Linked DNA regions of Pan troglodytes: region 1 is linked to region 2. A link is a contact called in public Hi-C data. All regions are on one chromosome and are shown on one strand. The core of a region is the stretch at or near the end of the contact, and the rest is flanking DNA. Distances in the headings are between cores, read along the strand shown. Region 1 has its middle 97 kb from the start of ZNF532. Region 2 holds the start of NEDD4L (NEDD4 like E3 ubiquitin protein ligase).

The links. A called contact is a pair of places that touch in the nucleus more often than the background predicts.
Region 1: a Hi-C map of stem cell-derived neural progenitor cells shows a contact between it and region 2, with 12 times the contacts expected there. The contact joins the enhancer-like site here to the promoter of NEDD4L in region 2. A contact is called at or near these places in 1 of 7 Hi-C or Micro-C datasets (stem cell-derived neural progenitor cells) and 1 of 1 datasets of contacts at active chromatin or transcription factors (stem cell-derived excitatory neurons).

What each region holds. Positions count from the first base shown.
Region 1 is chr17:68,830,895-68,836,480 of NHGRI_mPanTro3-v2.0_pri, reverse strand. No RefSeq gene overlaps it. Among named protein-coding and RNA genes, the nearest start is that of ZNF532, 97 kb to the left of the region's middle. Within about 2 kb of position 3,815, at least 13 of the 24 cell types and tissues checked have an H3K27ac peak or open chromatin away from gene starts, as enhancers often do. A contact at or near this core is called in stem cell-derived neural progenitor cells, where this site is marked.
Region 2 is chr17:68,100,479-68,106,332 of NHGRI_mPanTro3-v2.0_pri, reverse strand. NEDD4L (NEDD4 like E3 ubiquitin protein ligase) reads right to left here and starts at 2,550. Exons shown (of 31, transcript XM_001140979.7): 1 at 2,044-2,550. The coding sequence starts at 2,091.

The DNA.
Region 1 (5,586 bases), core at 2,566-5,065, 730 kb before region 2:
GATTTATTGCTGCCCCGTCTCCTAATATTGTGGCTGTGAAGTCCCTAGTGGGAGGCTCTTCACAGAAACCGTGGAAGGGGAAAGGTGGCCTCTTGGGTCACCACTGAGATTGTCACATCGCCTATCACAACCTCAGCATCCCACTGGTCAGTTCCCCTTTCCCTTCGAAGGGGTTTGCTACATCTCTACAAAGTGTCAGATAGCCCCAGGTTTAGGATAAGCACATGTTCCCTCTTCAAAGTGTTTACCTTTAACAGAATTCTTTCAATCTCCTTGATTGTATCAGGGCAAAAAAATCTTATTGAGGGATGTATTAGGGATCTATTAGGTTGCAAAATCCAAAAAACTCGACTTCTGCCAAGTTAAACAGGGCAAGGTTTCTCAACCTCAGAGTTATTGTCGTTTTGGGTTGATGCTCTGTGTTATGGGGGGCTGTCCTGTGTATTGGAGGATGCTTTGCAGAATCCCTGGCTTCTACCCATTACCTTAGTGATTCTCAAACGGGCAATTTTGTTCCCCCAGGGAGCATTTGGCAATGTCTGGAGGTATTTTTGGTTGTCACAACTGGAGGTGAGGGGTGGAAGTTGGTGTTAGTAGCAGCTAGTGGGCAGAGGCCAGGGATGCTGCTAAAATATCCCGCGATTCTCAGGAGAGCCCCCGGCAACAAAAAATTATCGGGCCTCCGGATGCCAGTCATGCCAACGTAGAAAAACCGGGTCCGAGGGAATGGAAATGGACATTGACGTTGATCCAATAGGATGCAAGGAGAAAACCCCCAGAAGAGTGACACCCCCCCAAACACAGAATTCATATCCTATTCCCTCTGCAAAATCTGACCCATGCTGAGAAAGCCAAAAATAGTTGGTTTTAACTGATGAGTGCTGGGATAAGATTCCTCATTGGCCTACTCCCTGAAAAAAGGGATTGCATTTTTTTTTTTTTTGAGATCAAGTCTCACTCTGTCACCCAGGTTGGAATGCAGTGGTGCAATCTCGGCTCACTGCAACCTCCACTTCCTGGGTTCAAGTGATTCTTTGTGCCTCAGCCTCCCGAGTAGCTAGGATTACAGGTGCACGCCACCATGCCTGGCTAATTTTTTGTATTTTTGGTAGAGACGGGGTTTCACCATGTCAGTCAGAACTCCTGACCTCCAGTAATCTGCCCACCTCAGCCTCCCAAAGTGCTGGGATTACAGGTGTGAGCCACCGCACCCGGCTGGGACTGCGAAACTTCTAAAAGCCACCAAATGCAGCTGCACTGGGCAATGTGAACCTTGACAATATTCTGAAAAATGAAACAGATCCTGAAAGAACCAGATACAAACACAGCCCACCTGAGCAGCAGGCAGGGCGGCCTCTGTGTTCTTTCTTCCTCATTATCCAACATCTGTTGAAATGCTTCGGCCTCAAAGTGCAATCAAATATCACCCACTTGTATATACAAATGAAAATAACGAACAGATAACAAAGGGAAAAAGGAAAGTGTATAAGCATAAATGCCTCAGCTGCAAATCGATCCAGTGCTGGGCATGAAAGACTATATTTTTTGTTCTCTGATAAGTATAGCTAAGTGATGATAAATAAATAGATGTGGGTTGTCACCAATTAGCATGGCTACTGGTTTCCTTCTCACCCTGCTTCCCCAGTGAAAATGCAGTAGGTGTAGGTTGAGGGAGAAGGTCAGCTATGGAGTGAAAGAAAGGAGAGGTTAAAGTCATGGTGTGCACAGCTGCTGGGTGCCCCTGAAATAACACTGTTTTCAAAACTGTTTCTTTTCTACCTAACACTAGCTTGAAATATAAGAGCTCATATGATTCTTTAAAATCCAAGTACAGGAAAAAGGAAAACCAGACCACACTTCCGGTTCTACTTTTGCTCTCTGCTCTTCTGGTGTTATCAAGAGATAACACCACCTCCCTGGGCTGTCCTCTCTCTGGCCATGTGCTCTCAGGCTCAAGTCCCTTAAAGAGCTGGACAGCAAAGTCAAGGATGAAGGAGAAGGGACAGGCAAAGGAAGGTCTTCCATAGGCAGCACATCCCAAGACATGTGTGTATGAAAACATTCTGGATTTTCTCAAGTCCTTTGGCAACATTAAATTTTTTGTGTGTGTGTACTAAGGCTGAAACAGAAGGACTGGTGGAAAGAGGATTGTTGGTGAATGCACGTAGACAGCCTGTGGTTGCATTGATAAGCCTTGTTAAAGTATTCATGTGAAATTTTACTGTCAAAATGGAGAGATTTAGGGCAATTCTAGGTCCCCAAGACCAGTGACTCTGACATTATTCAAAGTTGATGGACTGGGCTAGGCGCAGTGACTCCCACCTGTAATCCTAGCACTTTGGGAGGTCGAGGCAGGAGGATTGCTTGAAGCCAGGATTTTGAGACTAGCCTGGGCAACATGGCAAAACCCTGTCTCTACAAAAAATGTTAAAATTAGCTAGAGCATGGTGGCATGCACCTGTAGTCCCAGCTACTCTGGAGGCTGAGGTGGGAGGATGGCTTGACCCTGGGAGTTTGAGGCTGCAGTGAGCCATGATTGCACCACTGCGCTCCAGCCTGGGTGACAGTGTGAGACCCCATCTCAAACCAAAACCAAGAAAAAAATTAGCAGACTCACCCTTCCACAAGCTTCTGAGCCTCCCAGAGTGGGAACTGGCTCAGTCTATACAGCTCCCAGCACGGCATCAGGAAAGGGTGCCATCATAAGGCATGTTATTGGAGCCAGTCTGCCTGGGTCCAAATCCAGGCCCCACCATTTACTTCCCCTGTGACCTTGAGCAAGCCAGCTAGCCCTCAGGGCTTTGATTTTCTCCTCTGTAAAACGGGGATAATAGCAGCATTTCCACTGCAAAGACCTGAATGAGTAAAATGGTTAGCACCGTGCCAGGCTCATAGCGCTCTGTAAGTATTAGCTGTTATAATTATTAGGGGTTCAAGTTCTGTCTTGCTCAGCTTTCCAGCTCATTGAAGGCTAAAGACCCAGTGCATTAATTGCTCAAAAATTTGTCGTAATTGCTTGGAACTTTTCATTTACATCCTGCAAAGATTATTTCTGCCATAACATTGCAAAGTTTTCGAATAGCCTTGTTCCCGTTTCTGAATATGGGCAGGGATCCCTTTGGGGTGCTCACTGACCACTCCCAGTTGAGCCATGGGTTCTCTCTGGGCTGTGTATGGGGAGGGCGTGGAGGGTGGCATGATGGATGTACAGAGTGGAAGCCCTCAGGACAGAGGTGCCCTGGAAAGTTCGTAAGGCACAGCGGCTGCAAAACCTCTCACGCCCACCTTAGAATTCCCAATGTACTTTCCTCAGTCTCCAGGTCTGTCTTTTCCTTATAGTGTTTCTCAGTGTCTCATTCTGTACGTGAGAAATCCCAGTAAAAATTGAGAGTGGGAACGATGCAAAATAGAACTGTGTACTTAAAAATGGTTAACATGGCAAATGTTATGTTTTACAAGAATTAAAAATAATAGTTAAAAAAGCCGCAATTATAAAAACAAAAAACTAGAGTAGGAGGGACCTAGGGACCTCTATTCATGATTTGACATCCAATTTGGAGAGGCCAGAGTCAGGGAAGCTCCCTGCCAGGATTTCAGTCCTTTTTGTTTTTCCCTGCTGGGTGGGTAGTTTTCAAAACTCCGCTAGAATCTAAACGCTTTTGCTTCCGTGCCCTGCTCCCTGCCCCAGGGGCCCCAGATGGGTATCTGGTTGACTGTTCTCAAGGCAGGGGCCTCCCTCCTAGGAGATTCGGTGGAGCTTTTTGATATTTCTCTGCCCTTTGGCAGCATCACAGGCGTGGGCATGGGAGAGGAGGGAGCCCGCCACTTGTCCTGGCCTGTTGATGCATGCCCGAGTCTGGCTGTCATCCCAGCCGCCCTGGCTGCTGTCCCTCGGTCTTCCTGAGGGCCCCCAGGCCTTCTAGGTATTGTATGGAGCCACGAGCTGGACGGGGAGGACCTGGATGTGCGTGGGAGCTCGCGGGTGGGTGAGAGCGCACCACTGCTTCCCTGCGCTGCGCAGCTGCAGGGCCCCGGGCAGGTGCAGACGGCGCTCAGACCGGGACGAACGCAAGCCTGTGCTGCCCTCTGCTGGGTACCCAGCTCCCGGCCGGCCCCGAGCTCAGAAGGCGAAGGGAGACCCAAGGCCAGGCTGGGGCCCACAAAGCCGGGGTCCTCTAAGGGGTGCATCCAGCTCCCAAGGCCCCCGTGCGGACTTTGAGCAGTCCCCGCGCGGGGGCCCCAGGGTTTCTCGCTGGGCCCATCATGCCCTCTGGGCTAGGTGGCCAGGACTGTGCTCTCTTGCCTAGGGACCAGGTGAGCTCGAACTGTCCCCATGGGGCGGCTGCGGCTCCTGCAGGCTGTGCCGTCCTGGGCTCCTTTTCCGACATTGCCACCTGCCCCATTTCCTTTCCAAAGCAGAGGTGTAGGCGCCTGCCCACTATCAGTCCCTCTTTGTTGCAAGAGGCTCTGAAGGGCCCTCCCGCCTCCAGACCATTCATTCCCGTCTGACTCTGCAGCCAGACAGATCTTTCCAGAACATTAATCTGATTCTGTCATGCCCTGGCCTGACCTCCTTCAAAGTCTGCCAATTGCCAAGAGGGTCATTACAAAACTCAGCATGAAATACAAAGGCCTTCAGATCTGGTTCCTGCTTCTCTTCCACCTTTTAACCCCCAGCATTATGGTCTCTTATGTCTGTCATCTTCCTGTCGAGACGAGAGGCCTTGCGCTCTGGAGCCACACAGCCGGAGTCCTTTCCCCGCTCTACTATTTGCTAGCTGTCTGACCTTGGCCGAGTTTCCTCTCTCTCTCTCTCTCTTTTTTTTTTTTTTAAGATGGAGTCTTGCTCTGTCGCCCAGACTGGAGTACAGTGGTGCGATCTCTGCTGGTTGTAACCTCCGCCTCCCAGGTTCAAGCAGTTCTCCTGCCTCAGCCTCCCAAGTAGCTGGGATTACAGCTGCACACTACCATGCCTGGCTAATTTTTTTGTATTTTTAGTAGAGATGGGGTTTCACCATGTTGGCCAGACTGGTCTTGAACTCTTGACCTCAGATGATCTGCCTGTCTTGGCCTCTCACAGTGCTGGGATTACAGGCGTGAGCCACCTCGCCCAGCCCCAGAGTTTCCTCTCTTGCCTCAATTTTTCATCTATAAACTGGGGATGATAACAGTAATATGCTTCATAGGGTTGTTGTTAATATTATTTGTATATAGAATATATAAATATATGCAAAGCACTTAGCATAGTATCTGGCACATAGTAGGCACTTTATAAGTGTTAGTCAAGATTATTCATTGAAAATGTGGGGTATCTCAGTATGTTGGCCAGGCTGGAGTGCAGTGGCTGTTCACAGGAGTGGTCATGGCTCACTGCAGCCTCGAACTCCTGGCCTCAAGGGATCCTCCTGCCTCAGCCTCCCTAGTAGCTGGGACTACAGGCACGTGCCACTGTACTCACTGCAACGTCTTCCCTTTGACTTCAACTTCTGTTCATCTGATGACTTGAATAGCCATTTGAGCAACCTATCCAGCAACCTCAGATCAGTTCCTCGATCTGAATCCCAGTGACCTTCACTTCCATCCAGT
Region 2 (5,854 bases), core at 1,301-3,800:
TCCCTTCTAGCAACATGCAGGAGTGAATCCAGTCACATGCCAACACACACTCGGACTCTGTTTACATTCCAAGCTTCACTTTCACACTAGACATCAGTTATGATGATTAGTAGTGACTCCTGTGGACAAAAGTGGCAAGATGTGCTCTAGGTAGATTCTGACACTCACTGCCAATGTAAACAAAGCACAAACAACAGTGACATTAACGTCTTTCATTTATCCAGCTGCACTTCCCAAAACACTCTTAAAATCGTTTTTTCGGGGGAGTTTTTACAAATAATCATGTTATTAAAACATTTTTTAAAAGAACCTAGGATGAAATGCAGCTGTCCTCACCCCCCACCCCCCACAATACGTCAACCCAAGCAGCCCCTTTGTTTAGGAATGTCCGCGTCTCTGCAACTCAGGGCCTGCCCTCTACTGCCACTAATTAAATGGAGAAGTAGAGGATGCAAGGGAAAGCTCCTCAAAGAGAGAAGCCAGGAGGGAGAGGGGAATCCCCCCGGGTCAATGAAACAATGCTACTTTCACCTATCCCCAGGTAGTTACACAAAACGGGAAATTATTTTACAAAAGCACAGCGAGGCAAAATAAACACACAAATCACACATTATTTGCACTGTGATCATTCTTTGATCAAATAAATACATCAAGCTTTGCCTAGCACCGCTAAGAAAAAAATTCATACCCCAAACACCCTTCCCACCCCAAAATACCTTTCATTCCACACTTACGTAGCACACAGGCACACACACACACCATGCCAGGGTAGGAGAGCCGCAGAAAGCGGAGCCATAACGCGAGCTTGTCTCAGATAATAGCCTTTCTTCCGACCCCACCCCCAACACGAGAGAAAGAGGGAACCTCTGAAAAGAAAGGAGGGAGGGGAAGAAAGAGAAATCGAGAACGCCTGAATTTCCAGGCATCAACTTTTCATGAAATGCACAACCAGGATAGGAAATACCTCCCTGCTGAGTAATGCTTCTTGGGTTGTAAATTCACCTCTCGAAAGGGGAGCCAGACCTGAGTGCGCACCCCGCCAGATGGCAAACCACTCCTACCTGCTCCATCCAGCCTGCCTGTCACGCCGCGCCCGCGACAAGCGTCCCACCCCCCTTTTTGGCAGAGCAACATACCAATAAGAGCCGAGCGTGGCTGGTCGAGAGAGGACTAGGCAGTGATTTAGCAGGATTGTTTCAAAAGGGGGGAGTGGGAGACACGGAAGAGAGAGTGAAGGTAAAAACAAAGCCCTTTCCAGTGAAACCGACCGCCCGGGAGGCGTGGCTTATTCATTCGCTTTATTAATAAAAGAGATCAATTAAGCTTTCCTCTCCCCACCCACCCCGGAGGTGCCGGGCTTTGAATCCTCGGGAGGAAAAAATGGCAGGGCTGCAAGCTTCCTCCCCAAGTTTCCAGGAGCACCTGCCACCAGCCTTGAACACCTCCCCCACCGAGGCTCCGAAATCCACAATCCTGGCCGTAGACTTTGCAAAACGAGGGGAGGGACACACGCAGCGTGTCCCCCATTCCCGCCGGGATAAGCACGCACAGGCTTCTGAGCGCCTGCTGATCCACACAATCATGAGAGAGAAAGTTCCAGGGGGAAACGATCCGGCTTCTCCGCAGTCCCGGGTCTCCAGCCGCGCGACCCAGACGTGACATGCATCATGGACTCCCGGGCTGCAGGGGCGAGAGGCGGAAAGTTGCCCAACAGCCCCGGGAGACGCTGCTTGGAGAGGAAGAGGCAAGAGAGGCACGCATGCCCCCTCCCTCTCCTCCCAAAAGCGAGGAGCTGCGGAGTGAACCCCCAGCTCCAAGGGCGTCGCGCCGCTTTATTTACAAACAATGAGCTCGGCTTGCGGAGGGTGGAGGGTGCGGAAGGACCCAAGCTCCCCTGGATCCCGCTCCGGGGCGCTCCCGCTTTGGGGCTCCCCTGCAGACGCTGGGCACGAGCACCCCGGGGACGGCCCCTTTCCCCTCCCCCTGCCGGCGCGGGATAGGAACTCCCCGGGGAGTCCCGAGCAGGAAGGGGGTGCCACTCACCTCGTCTTCGGAAAGTCCATAGACCGGCTCCCCGAGCCCGGTCGCCATGGAGCCGGCGCCCCGCGCGGGGTCTGAGGCGCTCCCAGCGGCTGTGCTGCGGCGCGGACGGCCGGTTCTCCCCTCTGCCTCCAGGTCCCCCCGGTCCCGCACCCTACCCTGCGCACGCCCTGCCGGGTAAGCGGCCGGGCGCCGGCAGGTGAGGGTGCCCGAGAGCGCGCCCCGGACGCTGCCGGCACCGCTTCCTCCCGGAAGGCTGCGGGACCAGCGGGCGGGCGGCTCCCGAGAGCGCGCCGAGCACCGGGCGGCAGCCCCGGCGCCTCTCCCTGCGCGCGGCGGCGGCGCAGACCCGGCCGGGCTTTCCCTCCCCGCGACCCGCGCCTCCCTCCCGCCCCGCCGCTCTCCGCCCCTCTCCGAGCCTCCTCTGCGCTCCCGGGGACCCGGCTCGCCCGCCTCCTCGCTAGCTCCGTCCGGGCCCCCGCTCTCTCCGCCCCCTCCTCCGCCTCCTCCCACCGGCGCCGCGAGGGTACCCTCCCCGTTCGCCGGGGCGGGCGCACGCGCCCCCCAAGCCAATCACAGGCCGGGCTGGGGAGCGGGCCGCAGGCTGCGGGGGTGGCGGAGTTCAGCCCCACGCCCACCCCGGCCCGGGGCCTCCAGCGCGGCGCGGCGCGGCGGGGGTCACCCGGCCGCGGGGCGGATCCGCAGGGGCGTGTACTGGCGCGCTTGGCCGGCGCCGCCGACCCTCCCTCCTCTCCCGGGTTCCCTCCGCTTTAGGGAGGGGGCGGGCTGGACGTTTGGGGGCGATAGAGGATTTTGCGAACAATAACAAAAACGCCCTGAGCGTTTCTTCCTCCCGGTGGTCTTTTTACCGAGAGCTCTGAGCTCGCTGTTAACTGTGAAAAGGGGAAAAGATGGATGTTTCTAGACCCCTTTAAATTCTTTGCGGCCCCGACGAGCAGGACTTGTCTACATTGTCAGCTCCCGGGAGCGAGCCGCCCGGCCCGGCTGCCAGCCGAGGAGAGGCTGCCCCAGTGTGGCCGCAAGTCGCCATTGCCTGTGTCAATCTTGCAGGGAACAAAACCAACATAGCGCCCGCCCCGGTTACACACCCACCCACGCGAAAACAGACAGCATGGTTCTTCGAATAAAAAGCAGTTCATTTGTGAGCCGCAACGTGAAATATCAAACTCAAGCTTAAGGTTATCCTTTGCATATGCAAATGATCGAGACGTCTTATTAGCCACCGTAGCTAATAAGACCCACCTCCCAGCTACTGTTTCTCTAGCAAGCAGTTCATTTAATCCTTCCGATTTATAGGACTGCAAGAGAATACTTTAAATAAGTGAAAGAAATTCGTCAGTCGACTTTTTCGGAAGCCTTTCCTTAAATTTAGATGTTAAGTGCAGTTGGGAGTTCAAAAAGAAAACAGACGCAGAACATTCCATTTGCCTTTGAAAAGGAAACGTCAAAGTGCCTACTTGGGTATTACCAGGATGCATTTAGGATTTTCGTTCAAGGAAGTTAAGAGAGAACTCGCGTGACCCGAAAGAATCATATTCCTCGTTGCCAGCTACATAACTATCTGCTGTTCGTCCTGTTAGTTCGTTTTCATGCTACCTTAAGCTCTCCTTTGCCTCCCTGCAGCATGAGTGGCTTAAAACCTGTGCCGTAGAATGGGTTTCCTTTGACGACTTAGCCCCATGGAGTCAACATCCTACTCAGAAGCCTTCTCTAGAAGTCTTGAGCCATCAAGTCCACAGTACTTACAGGCCACAAAACCCCCGATGAGAACTATTTATGGAGGACTATTTAAAAGTCAGATTTCTGTCCATTCTTTCAATACTGAGGTTTTTCAACCCTTTCAAACCTCGAGTCTTTAGGCCGGGCACGGTGGCTCAAACCTGTAATCCCAGCACTTTGGGAGGCTGAGGCGGGCGGATCATAAGATCGGGAGTTCAAGACCAGCCTGGCCAATATGGTGAAACTCCATCTCTACTAAAAATACAAAAATTACCCAGGCGTGGTGGCGGGCGCCTGTAATCCCAGCTACTCGGGGAGGCTGAGGCATGAGAATCCCTTGAACCTGGGAGGCGGAGGTTGCAGTGAGCCGAGACTGCGCCACTGCACTCCAGCCTGGACCACAGAGCGAGACTCCGTCTCAAAAAAAAAAAACAAAACAAAAAAAACCGTAAAGTCTTTTGATAAACAAAAGGTACACGTGCACACTCTTTCTCTCTCTCTCTCTCTCTCACACACACACACACACACACGCATTCTCAGATGCCCTTGCCCTAGCCTGTGACCCTCATGGATGGGAGTCAGTGCTTCTCTACCTACCCTCACTAGCCAAGCCTTTGTAAAATTTGTACAGTTTATATTATAAAGGAAGAAAAGTAATTGAATAATAATGCTAGCATTTTGGGAGGCAGAGGCAGGAGGATCATTTGAGACCAGGAGTTCGAGACCAGCCTGGGCAATATAGAGAGACCCCTGTCCCTACAAAAAAAAAAAAAAAAATTAAAAATTAGCCAGGTGTGGTGGCATGGGCCCATAGTCCTAGCTACTCAGGAGGCTGAGACTAGAGGTTCACTTGAGCCCAGAAGTTCAAGGTTACAGTGAGCTATGATTGTGCCACTGCACTCCAGCCTGGATGACAGAGAAAGACCCTGTGTCTCTAAATAAATAAATACATAAATAAATAATTCTTAAAATGTGCTGATAGAAAATTATAATTTCTAATTACACACGACATGCCTTCCACATCCCGGAGGTACACAATTCCAGGCTTCGCCTTTGGGTAAGGCTATGTCATCTGGAAACTGTAGAGGGGTGTGGCAGTTTCTCTTCCTGTCTTTTATCATCTACTCCCACACACCCACCGCAACAGCCTATAGCCCTGCACTCAGGGTCATGTCCTTGTCTTTCCCTGAGGGATGGTTATTAGGAACTATAATATGAAACTTGCCATATGTCACTTATTGTGGGGTGTTTATAAAATCGTGATCCATGACATCAACATCCTCTGTGAGAAGACTAATAAACTAGACATTTATTTCAGATCTATGAAGAAAAGCTGTTTTGCTTTCAAGAAACTGGTAAGCTTTTGCATGGCAGATGACCAAAATTATTAAAACCGACTGTGTTTTTCTATCTACTTTGGCCACCAGGAAGCTCAGAACCAGTTTCATGGTCTTAAGCCATAAAAGAACGCATTAAAAAAAAATCCCTTTTGTAACTATATACCAACTTTCCCCCAGTGCTGTGGTTCTCTACTCGGCATGTACATCGCAATCACCTGGGGAGCTTTCAAATAGACTAAGTGCCCAGTAACCAGCATCAGAGGCTATGATTTAATGGATTCTGACATCAGTAGTTTCAACAGCCTCCCAGGTGATGCTAATGTGCATTTAAGGCTGAGAACATCAGCTTAGTTTCCAAATTTTACTATACGTAGAAACATTTGGGAATTTTTACTACTGCTCCTCTCTGCCTCCCACTCCCAGGCATTATGATTTAATTAGTACAGGGTGCCACGTGGGCATCAGGAGCTTTAAAAGTTCCCCAGGTGATCCTAATGCACCACTGCCAAGTTTAGAGACATCTGGCCTAGATTTATATTACTATTCTTTTTTTTTTTCTTTTTCTTTTCCTTTTTCCCCGAGAGACAAGTTCTTGCTCTGTTGTCCAGACTGGAGAACAGTGGCATGATCACAGCACACTGTACCCTCAAACTCCAGGACTCAAGTGATCCTCCCACCTCAGCCTCCCAAGTAGCTGGGACTACAGGAGCACACCACTGTACCTGGCTAAGGTT